3 separate regions of the Mus musculus genome follow, and all the other regions are linked to region 1. The links are chromatin contacts, called in public HiChIP or PLAC-seq and promoter capture Hi-C maps. All regions are on one chromosome and are shown on one strand. Each heading gives the region's core, a stretch centred on a gene start, on an enhancer-like site or on the middle of the called end of the contact. The rest is flanking DNA. Distances are from core to core; before and after follow the strand shown. Region 1 holds the start of Fuz (fuzzy planar cell polarity protein). Region 2 holds the start of Dhdh (dihydrodiol dehydrogenase (dimeric)). Region 3 holds the start of Ftl1 (ferritin light polypeptide 1).

Region 1 (3,674 bases), core at 676-3,175:
TTGGGCAGGCATGGTGGAGCACGCCTTTAATCCCAGCACTCAGAGGCAAAGGCTGGTGGGTGTTTGTGAGTTGTAAGTTGGAGGTCGGCCGGACTGGCCTACAGAGAGAGTCCCAAGACAGCCTGGGAGCCCTGTCTTAGAATGGGGTGAGGCGGATTTGCCTAGACAGGGTTCCCTGCAAGGCAGGAAGGCAGGGTGCTTGTGAGGCCGAAGCTGCAGGACAGGAGGCAAGCAGTCAGTGTACCCTGGTGAGAAGGTTCCAGGTAAAACTTGATTCCAGGATGATAAGAGGGAGTTAGGACAATGTCCAGAGAAAGAAAACAAAGGAAGGCTGAGCAGAACCGTGGGGACACAGTTATTTCTATAGCTGCCCCAATACCTGCATGGCAGACCCCTCTGGAGGAATGACACAGTCCACACACTGGGTCAGGTCTCCGATGAGTTCTGAGTTCCCCAGGAAGCTGTCGATGAGACAGTAGCTGGCCTGGTAGAGGAAAAGAGGCATCTAGGACCCACGTAGGCCAGATCAGCCCAGAAAAACCTGAGGCCAGCTCCAGGATTAAACAAGCTCTTCAAGAACCCATGGGCTTTCCCTATGCATAGTGGGAATTGTAGTTCCAGACAAATGGGCACGACTTAGGGATCCTAACGTCACTCACATCCCACAGCCTCACCCTCAATTCTTTCTTCAGTCTTTCTACATTCCGGATATTGGTCAGCTCCTCAAGTCCCACAATGAGAACCTAGAAGAATCACATAGGACAGCGGGGTCCTTAATAGGATCTAGTCAGAGAGGACAGTATTTGAATGGGTGTTGAGAGGAAGGCCAGGTCTGGATCCCTGTGTATGAAGGTGGAGGTCGGGCTCCTGGACTCCTAGGTATGAGGGAAGAGGGCTGAGGTCTGGATGTCTGGGTGTGAGAAAAAAATGCAGGTCTGGACTAAGGAGAAGAGGCTGGGGGTGCAGCTCTCTTGAGTTTTGGAGAAAAAAGGGCCCAGTCTCACCATGGCCCCAAACACCATGTGGAGCATTCTTTCCAGCCTCAGCTCAGAGGTGCCCTCCTCAGATGACAGAACAATGAGAGTGATACTGTGGGGAGGAAAGAAGAGAAGCAAGAATGAAGTAGAGGTCAGGCCTGGGAAACGGAGCCAAGCGCTTCAGCGTCTCTGGGCTATTCCTATGCTGCTGGCTACATTCTGCTGGGAACGCAGGGATCAGAGAGGGTGAGTAGCTTATCAAAGATTCCCACAGCCAAGTCACCACTGGCAGGACTCTGGGGTCACCTAAGCCAGGAACCACTGCCCAGATCTTGTTCCCTTGCTCCCGCCAAGGGACCTGTCATGGAAGTTCTTCCACACTACGGTTGTGTCTTCCGTTCTTGCAGAGTTCAGTTGCACATCCAGATTCTGGCCGAACATGTGGACTCCATTGAGAGAGCCGATGACAGAGAAAGGAAGCTGAAGAGTGGGGAAGCATTGAGACCTCACTGTCCCACTTTGCCGTCTCCCCACATCCCCCCAAAGTTCTTCAGGAAACCAGGCTTATTAGTCCCCTAAAGGCTCCGAGCCTCTACTCCCTGCACGGTATGCCATCCCAGCTTCCCAAACCCCTTATTTAGACGAAGGAGTCGAATGCCCCCACCTGTTGACGGGAGGGGGCGCCGCCGCTGCTACTCCGACAAAACAGGGGAACCCCGCTAGAGGCTGCGAGGCACAGCAGATGCACCGGGCTTCCCGGCCCCTCATCCCCCATCTGGAAGCCCGCACCCGACAAGTCACCCCCCTGGAGACTCTCGGTGTGGATCTAGGAGCATGCGGGTAGTGAAAGCAAGTCGGCCTGCCGTTTGGAGCCGCCAGAGGGCGAGAAGCCGGATGGCTAAATTCCTGCCTTCATCAACTCAGCCCCTCCAACAGGATTCTTTTTCCGCCCCGGCCGGAAGTCATCATGACCCTAACAAAGATGGCGACAAGTATTGCTTGCCAAGCGTTCAAGTTGTTCCTGGACAGCTTCACATCTTTTGTATAACGAGAATGAAGAATCTAGTTTGAAGATGGTGATGGTGCTAAGGTGTTGCCTACAAACCTTCATGTGTGCTGTAATTACGTGCTAATTTTTTTTTTTTAAACAACTGGTTGAGGATGGGGACAGTGCTAAGGCACTGCCTGGCAACTGCAGCGTGGCCTTTCATTCCATAGTGGGAAATACCCTGCCCCAGTCAAAGATGGCCGTATGCTCAGGCGTTGCCTAGCAACTACCATTCACAATAATTTCTGTTTCAAAACTCCGAACCGCTGTGCCACCGTCTCCCTCTCATTTTTTCAGAATGGTTTGATCCAGGCAGTGTTGCCTAGTAACCACCAAATGAGATGGTTGTTTTTGTTATTAGTGAAAGGCAGAAGAGAACCTTTTCCAAAATCATGAAAACCACGTAATTTCTGTAACGAATTAATGCCAATGATGGTGTATCGTGTCGAAAGGTAAAACACGGAAAACTTTGTTCCATGCAACAATAGAAGTTAGCACCGAGGTAGCAAGACAGATTTTCACAGATATGATCACTGTACTATCACTTCCAAAGCTTTCTTCCAAAGGATGGCTAGGAGCCAGGGAGATGGCTCAGCACATCCCAGGGCTTGCCATGAAGACCTGAGAAGCTTGTAACCCCTGGAATCTTCATGGTAGAATAGAGAGCTCACTCCACAAAGCTGGCCTCTGTACACATGCCATGGCACACGCACTGTAAGAATCAAAATTTATTTTCTAGTTTAAAATAGTATGGCTATTAAAATAGTATGGCTACAGCTTCGTGTCTTTATTTTCTACTTTCTGGGTGAGTTGCAGCCTTTAGGCCTGGTTGGCCTGGAACTCAGGGTAGCTGTTTGGCCTGGAATGGCGAATGCCAGCCACTCTCTTTTTCTTTGCTTTCCTTTCTTTCTCTTTTGCTTGTTGTTGTTTAGTGTATTTTTGAGGTGTGGTCTCATGTAGCCCATGCAGACCTGGGACTTGCCATGTGTCCTTGAAATTCCGATTCCTTTTTCAACATCTCAGTCTCCTTTCTTTCTTCCTTTCTTTTTTCTTTCTTTCTTCCTTTCTTTTTTTTTTCTAGATTTATTTATTTATTTTATATATACGAGTACACTGTAGCTGTACAGATGGTTGTGAGCCATCATGTGGTTGCTGGGATTTGAACTCAGGACCTTTGGGAGACCAGTCAATGCTCTTAACAGCTGAGTCATCTCTCCAGTCCAGTCCAGCCCCCATCTCAGCCCTTCTAATGTCTTTTTATACTCTGTTTGTTTGTTTGTTTGTTTGGTTTTTGAGACAGGGTTTCTCTGTGTAGCCCTGTCTGTCCTGGAACTCACTCTGTAGACCAGGCTGGCCTCAAACTCAGAAATCCACCTGCCTCTGCCTCAAAGGCGTGCACCACCACTGCCCGGCTATACTCAATTTTGATAAGTGCAAGGAATTGAACAATTTTTTCCACCGACAAATATTAGATTTCTCCTTCTGTATTTTAAATGATACAATAAAACAAAATAATTTTTTGAGACAAAATCGTGCTGTGTAGCCCAGGCTGGCCTTGGTCCTTATGCTCAGTTCTCCCATGTTGCATTGCTACACCCTGCTGAGTTAGCAGTTTTAGCTGCTTGATTACTGTATGTCTGAGAGCAATT
Region 2 (3,674 bases), core at 313-2,812, 590 kb before region 1:
AGTCTTGGTGAAGGTAGACTTTGCCAACCGGTTGAGTATATTTACATAATAGGCCATAGAACTCAGTTAATCCTCTTAAGACTTTCTTCTAAGTAGAAACTGTGGGGACTTCAGTCTCCAGAACAGAAAAGTGACCCCCAGAGAGGTCCAGGGCTAAGCCAAGAAGAAACAGAAGGACATGGAAGACAACTCTGTCCCTAACTCCAGGGGTCACAGGACACAGGACCAGCTCTGAGGCCTGTGATCCAGGCCTGTCCGTACGAGCTGCTTGGGAAGCTGAGGCAGGAGGATTGCTATCTTAAGCACGTGTACCTGTGGCGCCTGTGACAGGGAACGGTCTTTCCTGGCAAAGGCTTACGTGAAGATGGGAGGAGAAGGTGACCTCAGCCCTGGCTTCCCTCGCTCCAGTGCTGAAAGTCCCTGTTGCCTCGCCGCCACTTAGTTCAATCAGTTAAGCACAATAACTGATTAGCCTCCTATGCCTTACTAAATAGGAGACTTGTGAACACCTGGGCACAGTCAGTCAGTGTTCAGTGGATCAGACGAGAGAGAATGAAACTGGGCTGTAAGTGAAGAGGAGCTATTATCAGTAAGGTGCACATTCTTTCCCCTCTCGACGGCAAGTGAGATAAATCAAGTTCCATCATTAAAGAGACTTGTAAAGACATAATCTGGGGGGTGGAGAGAGGGCTCAGGTTAAGAGCATCTACTGTTCTTCCCAGCATCTATATAATGAACGGCTCACAGCCACCTGCAACTCTGGTTCCAAGGAATCCTCCTCCTCCATATTTTCTTTTTCTTCCTTCCTTCCTTCCTAATTTATTTTATGCGTTGAAGAGTTTTGTCTGTATGCATGCATGCCCACCATGTGCATGCCTGGTGCCCTCAGAGGACAGAAGGCGGCACTGGATATCCTGGAAGATGGTTTCGAGCTGCCAAGTGGACAGAACTTGGGTCCTCTCCAGAAGTAAAACGTTTGCTTTGTCAGAAATACTTTGGATCCTGTGGTCATTTTCTTGAGACCACAGACTATTTTATTTTATTTTATTTTATTGGCTTTTTTTTCGAGATAGGGTTTCTCTGTGTAGCCCTGGCAGTCCTGGAACTCACTCTGTAGACCAGGCTGGCCTCGAACTCAGAAATTCGCCGGCTTCTGCCTCCAGAGTGCTGGGATCAAAGGCGTGCGCCACCACGCCCGGGCCCCACAGACTAATTGATAACAATAGCAAATCCCCATCTCAAAATAAAAAGTAAAAAGGCAACTTGAAAGACAGGCACGGTGGTGTATGCCTGTATTGCTGCACTCAAGGAGCTGAGGCAGGAGGATTGCCTTGAGTTTATGGTCAGCAAGCAGCCTTGGCTATATATATATATTGTGAATTGCAGGCCAGCTTGGGCAAGAGTTAGGCACTGAGAAGAAGGAGAAGGAGAAGGAGGGAGGGAGAAGGGCGGGCGCAGGGAGGAGGGGAAGGAGGAGACGGGTGGAGAGATTGCGGTTTCACGTCCTGAGGTCGTGTCCTGAGGGTCAAAGGGAAGCGGGCGGCTTGCAGCGCGGGGTGGCGTTGGCCCCGCCTCCGGCCCCCGCAGGCAGAAGACGTGCAAAATGGCGCTGCGCTGGGGCATCGTGTCGGCTGGCTTAATTGCCAACGACTTTACCACCGTGCTGAGCTCACTGCCTTCCTCGGAGCACCAGGTGCACGTCCCTTGGAAGACACTGGGTCCGAGGGAGGAGTGGAGCCGAGGGTCTAAGAAAGAGTCCCTAGTCCGAGGAACGAGGGAGCCCCGAGTGTGAGGGAGGAGAGTCCCTAGGTCTAAGGCAGTGACTCTGAGAAGAGAAGGGGACCCTTCTGGTCCCCAAGGCCATAAGAGATTTGTTTTCAGCTCACACCTCCTATGCGCCCCAGTCTGAGGGGCTCGCGGTTTGCAGGGGGTAGGTATCAGCTGCTGGGAGGCGAAGCCATGGGGCAGTCGGGGAGGATCCTGGGCTTGCTTACAGACTCCCCTTTCCTCTCTATTCAGTCTTGCCATGTACCAAGCACAGCCTAAGTCTGCCCCCCCCCCCAATCTGCTTCCCCTCCCCACCAGTAATACCTTCCCTAGCCATCTTGGAGGAGGCTAGATGCTCCCCACTGCAGCCTCCTCCATAGCTCGTCTACTTTGTCTTCCACATCTCAACCCTTTGAATCCCACGCTAGGTGGTAGCGGTAGCTGCGAGGGACCTGAACCGGGCCGAGGAGTTCGCACAGAAATTCAACATCCCCAAGGCCTATGGCTCTTATGAGGAACTGGCCAAGGACCCAAACGTGGGTGAGTGGCCTGGACCAGGGAGGTGGGGGCAGAGCTAGGCACTGCTTCTTGCCTACAGATGCACTGGGCTGCAGGGGTGGTCTTTGGAAAGGCTCAGGCTCGGCCTGGTTAGGAGACAGTTAATAGGCTTACACGTGACCCGAGACTGGCTGAACAATATTAATCTGTGCTTAGCCAAGGCTAAGTTTTAAGTTTCTCCCAAGGCTAGAAAATCTGGTAAGAATTTATTTACTTGTTTATTTTGCGATACTGGATATGGAACCCAAGGCCTCTCACACATTAGGCAAAAGCTCCGCCGAGCTGAATCCCACACTTTTATTTTATTTTGAGAGACGGTCTCACTCACTGTATAGCCCTGGCTGGCCTGAAACTTTATTATGTAGACCAGGCTGGCTTCAGATTCTCAGAGATCCACCTGCCTTGGCTTCCAGTTTGTAAGCACTGGGATTAAAGGTGTAGGCAAGCATGCTTGGCCACTTGGGCTTTTGAGATAGACCTCACACATAGCCTCCAATTGGCTGTCCTCCTGCCTCAGCCTCCCAAAAGTGTAACTGTCTTTTGCTACTTTGTGGGTTCTTCCACCCTTTCAACCCCCTAACACTACATAAGAAGAAAAGAGAGGGAAGAAAGGAGACCCCTGAGTAAAGCCAGGGGTCAGAAAGGGAGTTTGGGGGGATGTTAATCGGAGACTGCTGATTATGGGCAAGTTTGATCTTCCCTGTCAGAATATCTAATTTCTCCTTGTTTCTTCTTTGTACATAACTCCTTCACAAGCCCTGACCAACAATCCACCTCTGGGACTCTAGCATTTATAGACCTCTGAAAAGTCGCCAGAATTCCAAAAGTCACACAATCGCAGAAACTCTCTGCAGCTGGCCAAACCACACCTCTGCTAGGGCACAAGGCAAATCATAGTCAGCTGCTGTGGACAGTCCATATCCCACAGCTGGGACTGAAACGAAAACATATTCTTATGTTTCTGTTTTTTTTTTAAAGAAACCAAAATTTCCAAATTGTCACTACACAAAAGCTTGGTAGTCTCCCCTCAATGAGAACCCTAGAACTGTATTCACAGCCTTGCCTCTGAACGTTGGCGGCCAGGCCCTCTTGCTGGCCGTGCTGCTGACCATCCCTCTCTCCTCCCTCCTCCCCTAGAGGTGGCCTACATCGCCACCCAGCACCCCCAGCACAAGCCAGCCGTACTCCTCTGCCTGGCAGCAGGCAAGGCTGTCCTTTGTGAGAAACCCATGGGCGTGAATGCAGCAGAAGTTCGGGAGATGGTTGCCAAAGCCCGTTCTCAAGGCGTCTTCCTTATGGAGGTAAGCCTGGAGAGGCCGCTCTCACATCCATACGGTGCTAAACATGGT
Region 3 (3,674 bases), core at 563-3,062, 560 kb before region 1:
GTATGGTCCCTTGTCCGCCCAGCTGCCATCCCAAGCACAGGCGCCAGGCCCACCTGGTATCCCTGAGGCTCCAATCAGGGACCCGCTCCATAAAGAGTACACACCGCAGCTGCAGAGCTGTCTTCAGCCCTGGGGACAGGAGCCTGGAATTCCAGAGATCCTGCAGATTCTGAAAGGACAAGATGGAGGGAGGGAGGGAGGGAGGGAGGGAGGGAGGGAGGGAGGGAGGGAGGGAGGGAGGGAGGGAGGAGGCCACCGGAACTGGAGCAGACTCCTAGATGCTGGATTACCAGAGGTGCCAGAAGGGAAGAGGAAGCCATTTTAAGGGGACTTGGTCTTTTGTTCCACCCTCAATCCCCCAGTCTGAGATTCTGCCACTCAAATTTGTGTACCTCTCTCCTTTCCTTGTCCCCTGTGGCTTCCGGGTTTTATCTTTTTCCACCTTTACAGCCTTGTCCAGGCCTGTCGGGTTGAAGGCCAGAGGTCAGGTTCTGGAGCACTGTGGTTAATGAGTAACTCTGACCCCCAAATCAACAGACCACCGCAGACGTCAAGTCAGGAGAAAGATACGTGTAGGCTAGCCACTCCAGAGCCGTACAGCTGCCTGACCACACAGGGAAAACAGACCACAAGCCCCTTAGCCGGGGGACTTCTGGCTGTCAGCCCGGGTGTGGCCTGCCGCCCGCCCCACTGCCTAGCTGAGCTCAGCGTGACTCAGCAGAACTGGCCTTGCTACCCCTTCCACTAAGGGCCTCAGCAGCACATTCTTCCTGCTCCGCGTGGCTCCCTTGACCCATCTTACTGTTTCTTCCTTTAGCCCCTTTTCATGATTGGGCTCGTTTCCCTTTGCTCTCTTCCCAGGCTTCTGAGATTAGACCCTGGTATGAGCCCGTCCTGTCCTCAAAAGTCCAGTTGGGCCTTGCATGCCCCAACTGTTCTGCGTAAGACTGACTGTCTGTTTCTGGGTCCTGAGTTCTTGCTCTCCCTAACTCTCGGGCCTTTTGATTCCAAAAGAGCAACCTGCAAGGAGGCTTCTGGACCAAACTCCAGGAAGGAGCCCAGCAATTCTCCAAGCGCCATCATGCGTGTCTGTTTCTAGAAAGACAGGTTCACTGACACAGACCCAGACAGACAGGCTGACCAGAACTCCAAAGTCCTGTCTGGGCCTCCACATGTCACCTTCCAGAGCACCCGAGGGAGGTGCACACACGGTAACCCAAGGCTCTCTGCCCACTCCAAGCCCTCAAAGGGCTTCACGACCTCCTGGGTTACAGAAAACAGAAAAACAAGCAAACAATCTTAGTTCCTATGGTGAACCTAAAACCCTATACTTCTGGGCATCCCTTCCATTCCCTCAAGGAGATCTCTAGAATCTTTGGAATACCAGACTTCCTCATGACGTGACATATCCCTTCATTGTGTGCAATTGGACATATGGAGGTTCCCTTTGCATTTACAGACATTACCCCACACTCAGCCCATCCCCAGATCCATGTTCTCAGGCCCCAAAATTCTCTTTTGTGAGACACCCAGAAAAGGACCTCGAAGTCATCCCCTCCCCAGGGTCTCAGTGACCCGGAGCCCAGAACCCTGCGACCCCTCCAGGTTGCGCCTCCGGATCCGGACCACCGCCCCTCCCCCAAGCCTCCATTTCACAAGGCCTCGCGCTCCAGTCCCGTGACTTCATCTCATGGGACTGGGTGGGTGGGGAGCGAGGTTCCCCTCAGCTCCGGATTGGTCAAGTATACTTTTCCGTCTCCGCCTCACGCCACCGCCGATTGGTTAGTCTCGGGCCTGGGGCACCCCTCCCTCCGGAGGGTCAACATGCTATAAAAGGAGCGCTCCTTGCCCGGGACTTAGAGCAGCGCCTTGGAGGTCCCGTGGATCTGTGTCTTGCTTCAACAGTGTTTGAACGGAACAGACCCGGGGATTCCCACTGTACTCGCTTCCAGCCGCCTTTACAAGTCTCTCCAGTCGCAGCCTCCGGGACCATCTCCTCGCTGCCTTCAGCTCCTAGGACCAGTCTGCACCGTCTCTTCGCGGTTAGCTCCTACTCCGGATCAGCCATGACCTCTCAGATTCGTCAGAATTATTCCACCGAGGTGGAAGCTGCCGTGAACCGCCTGGTCAACTTGCACCTGCGGGCCTCCTACACCTACCTCTCTCTGGTGAGCAGCTCGGGGTTGCCTTCTGAACGGGGGGGGGGGGGGGGGGTCCATCACACCCACCCTCCTGCGCATGCGCGGGCCTTCTTTGTTCCATGCAGGGCAGAGACTGTGCTCCGACCTCTCCCTCTCCCTGCGCGCTGTGTACATAGTAGTTTTGTCTGACTGGAACTCGCTGGGCAGACCGGGCTGCCCTCGAAATCTCACACGTACTGCCTCTACCTCTTGAGTGTTGCGATTGAAGTTTACAGTGTGAGCCGAGCCACCGCGTTCCGTTAACTCGTATTTGTAACCTCCCGCAGGGCTTCTTTTTTGATCGGGATGACGTGGCTCTGGAGGGCGTAGGCCACTTCTTCCGCGAATTGGCCGAGGAGAAGCGCGAGGGCGCGGAGCGTCTCCTCGAGTTTCAGAACGATCGCGGGGGCCGTGCACTCTTCCAGGATGTGCAGGTAAGAAGCGGGGGTATTGGGCACTACCGAGCATGTGCGTTTACTTGCCATCCCCATAGTTTGGGCATCCGGATAGACGTCTTGGAAGGGAGTGGTGGCAGGACTAGTGTAGACAATAGGAGTATGTAGAGCAACTAAACCCACCAGGATGTCAGAAACTGGAAAATGGGGGTAATTACAGAATACAGATGAGGACTGCTGGGCTGGGGAGAGGCGGTGTCTCTCTAGCTAGCATGGAAATCACAATGTAGACCAGGTTGCCTCCTATCAAGAGATCCTCCTGTCTTCTCGCCCAGTCTCTCAGTGGTGGGATTAAAGACAGTATCCCATTATTTTTCCCCACTGTGCCCACTTTTCCTGTGCAGTCAGTTTTATATTGGCTGGGTGAAGGATGTAATCTAGGCTTGATATTCTTGTGTGCAGAAGCCATCTCAAGATGAATGGGGTAAAACCCAGGAGGCCATGGAAGCTGCCTTGGCCATGGAGAAGAACCTGAATCAGGCCCTCTTGGATCTGCATGCCCTGGGTTCTGCCCGCGCGGACCCTCATGTAAGTACCTTGCTAATCATTTCTTCCCTTCTCTGACAAAACCTAGACTGTTGTGTGTTGGCTTTCAGCTCCCAATAATTTAATCCTCCTGCCTCCCGAGTGCAGATTGCAGAAGCACCACACACAGTACTGAGGACACACCTACCTACCTACCTACCTGCCCTTGAGGGCAGGATTTTTTTTTTTTAAAGCTTCCTGCTCACACCTGTCTCTTAGAACTCGGTGTCTGATGTCTCTTCCTTCCTTTACAGCTCTGTGACTTCCTGGAAAGCCACTATCTGGATAAGGAGGTGAAACTCATCAAGAAGATGGGCAACCATCTGACCAACCTCCGCAGGGTGGCGGGGCCACAACCAGCGCAGACTGGCGCGCCCCAGGGGTCTCTGGGCGAGTATCTCTTTGAGCGCCTCACTCTCAAGCACGACTAGGAGGCCTCTGTACCTTCCAAGGGGCTCCCCCCTCTGCTCTGCACCAGCCCGCCCTGGGACCTCCACCTGAATGAACCTCTCAA

What was found. HiChIP or PLAC-seq counts read pairs in DNA pulled down with a chosen protein or histone mark. Capture Hi-C pulls out chosen DNA fragments and counts their contacts.
Region 2: a promoter capture Hi-C map of liver shows a contact between it and region 1, with 4 times the contacts expected there. The contact joins the promoter of Dhdh here to the promoter of Fuz in region 1. A contact is called at or near these places in 1 of 115 datasets of contacts at active chromatin or transcription factors (astrocytes) and 1 of 9 other capture datasets (liver).
Region 3: an H3K27ac HiChIP or PLAC-seq map of thymic regulatory T cells shows a contact between it and region 1, with 4 times the contacts expected there. The contact joins the promoter of Ftl1 here to the promoter of Fuz in region 1. A contact is called at or near these places in 3 of 39 promoter capture datasets (cranial neural crest, liver and neural stem cells), 1 of 484 Hi-C or Micro-C datasets (CD8 T cells), 4 of 115 datasets of contacts at active chromatin or transcription factors (astrocytes, bone marrow-derived macrophages, pancreatic cancer cells and 1 more) and 3 of 9 other capture datasets (adipose tissue, liver and macrophages).

What each region holds. Positions count from the first base shown.
Region 1 is chr7:44,894,330-44,898,003 of GRCm38.p6, reverse strand. Fuz (fuzzy planar cell polarity protein) reads right to left here and starts at 1,925. Exons shown (of 11, transcript NM_027376.3): 1 at 1,642-1,925; 2 at 1,336-1,457; 3 at 1,005-1,089; 4 at 675-743; 5 at 380-484. The coding sequence starts at 1,752.
Region 2 is chr7:45,486,693-45,490,366 of GRCm38.p6, reverse strand. It overlaps Dhdh (dihydrodiol dehydrogenase (dimeric)), which reads left to right and starts at 1,562. Exons shown (of 7, transcript NM_027903.4): 1 at 1,562-1,693; 2 at 2,196-2,307; 3 at 3,463-3,626. The coding sequence starts at 1,604. It also overlaps a transcript of Tulp2 not described here.
Region 3 is chr7:45,458,024-45,461,697 of GRCm38.p6, reverse strand. Ftl1 (ferritin light polypeptide 1) reads left to right here and starts at 1,812. Exons shown (of 4, transcript NM_010240.2): 1 at 1,812-2,168; 2 at 2,468-2,614; 3 at 3,038-3,163; 4 at 3,415-3,674. The coding sequence starts at 2,067. The coding sequence ends at 3,591. It overlaps Bax (BCL2-associated X protein), which reads left to right. Exons shown (of 6, transcript NM_007527.3): 6 at 1-3.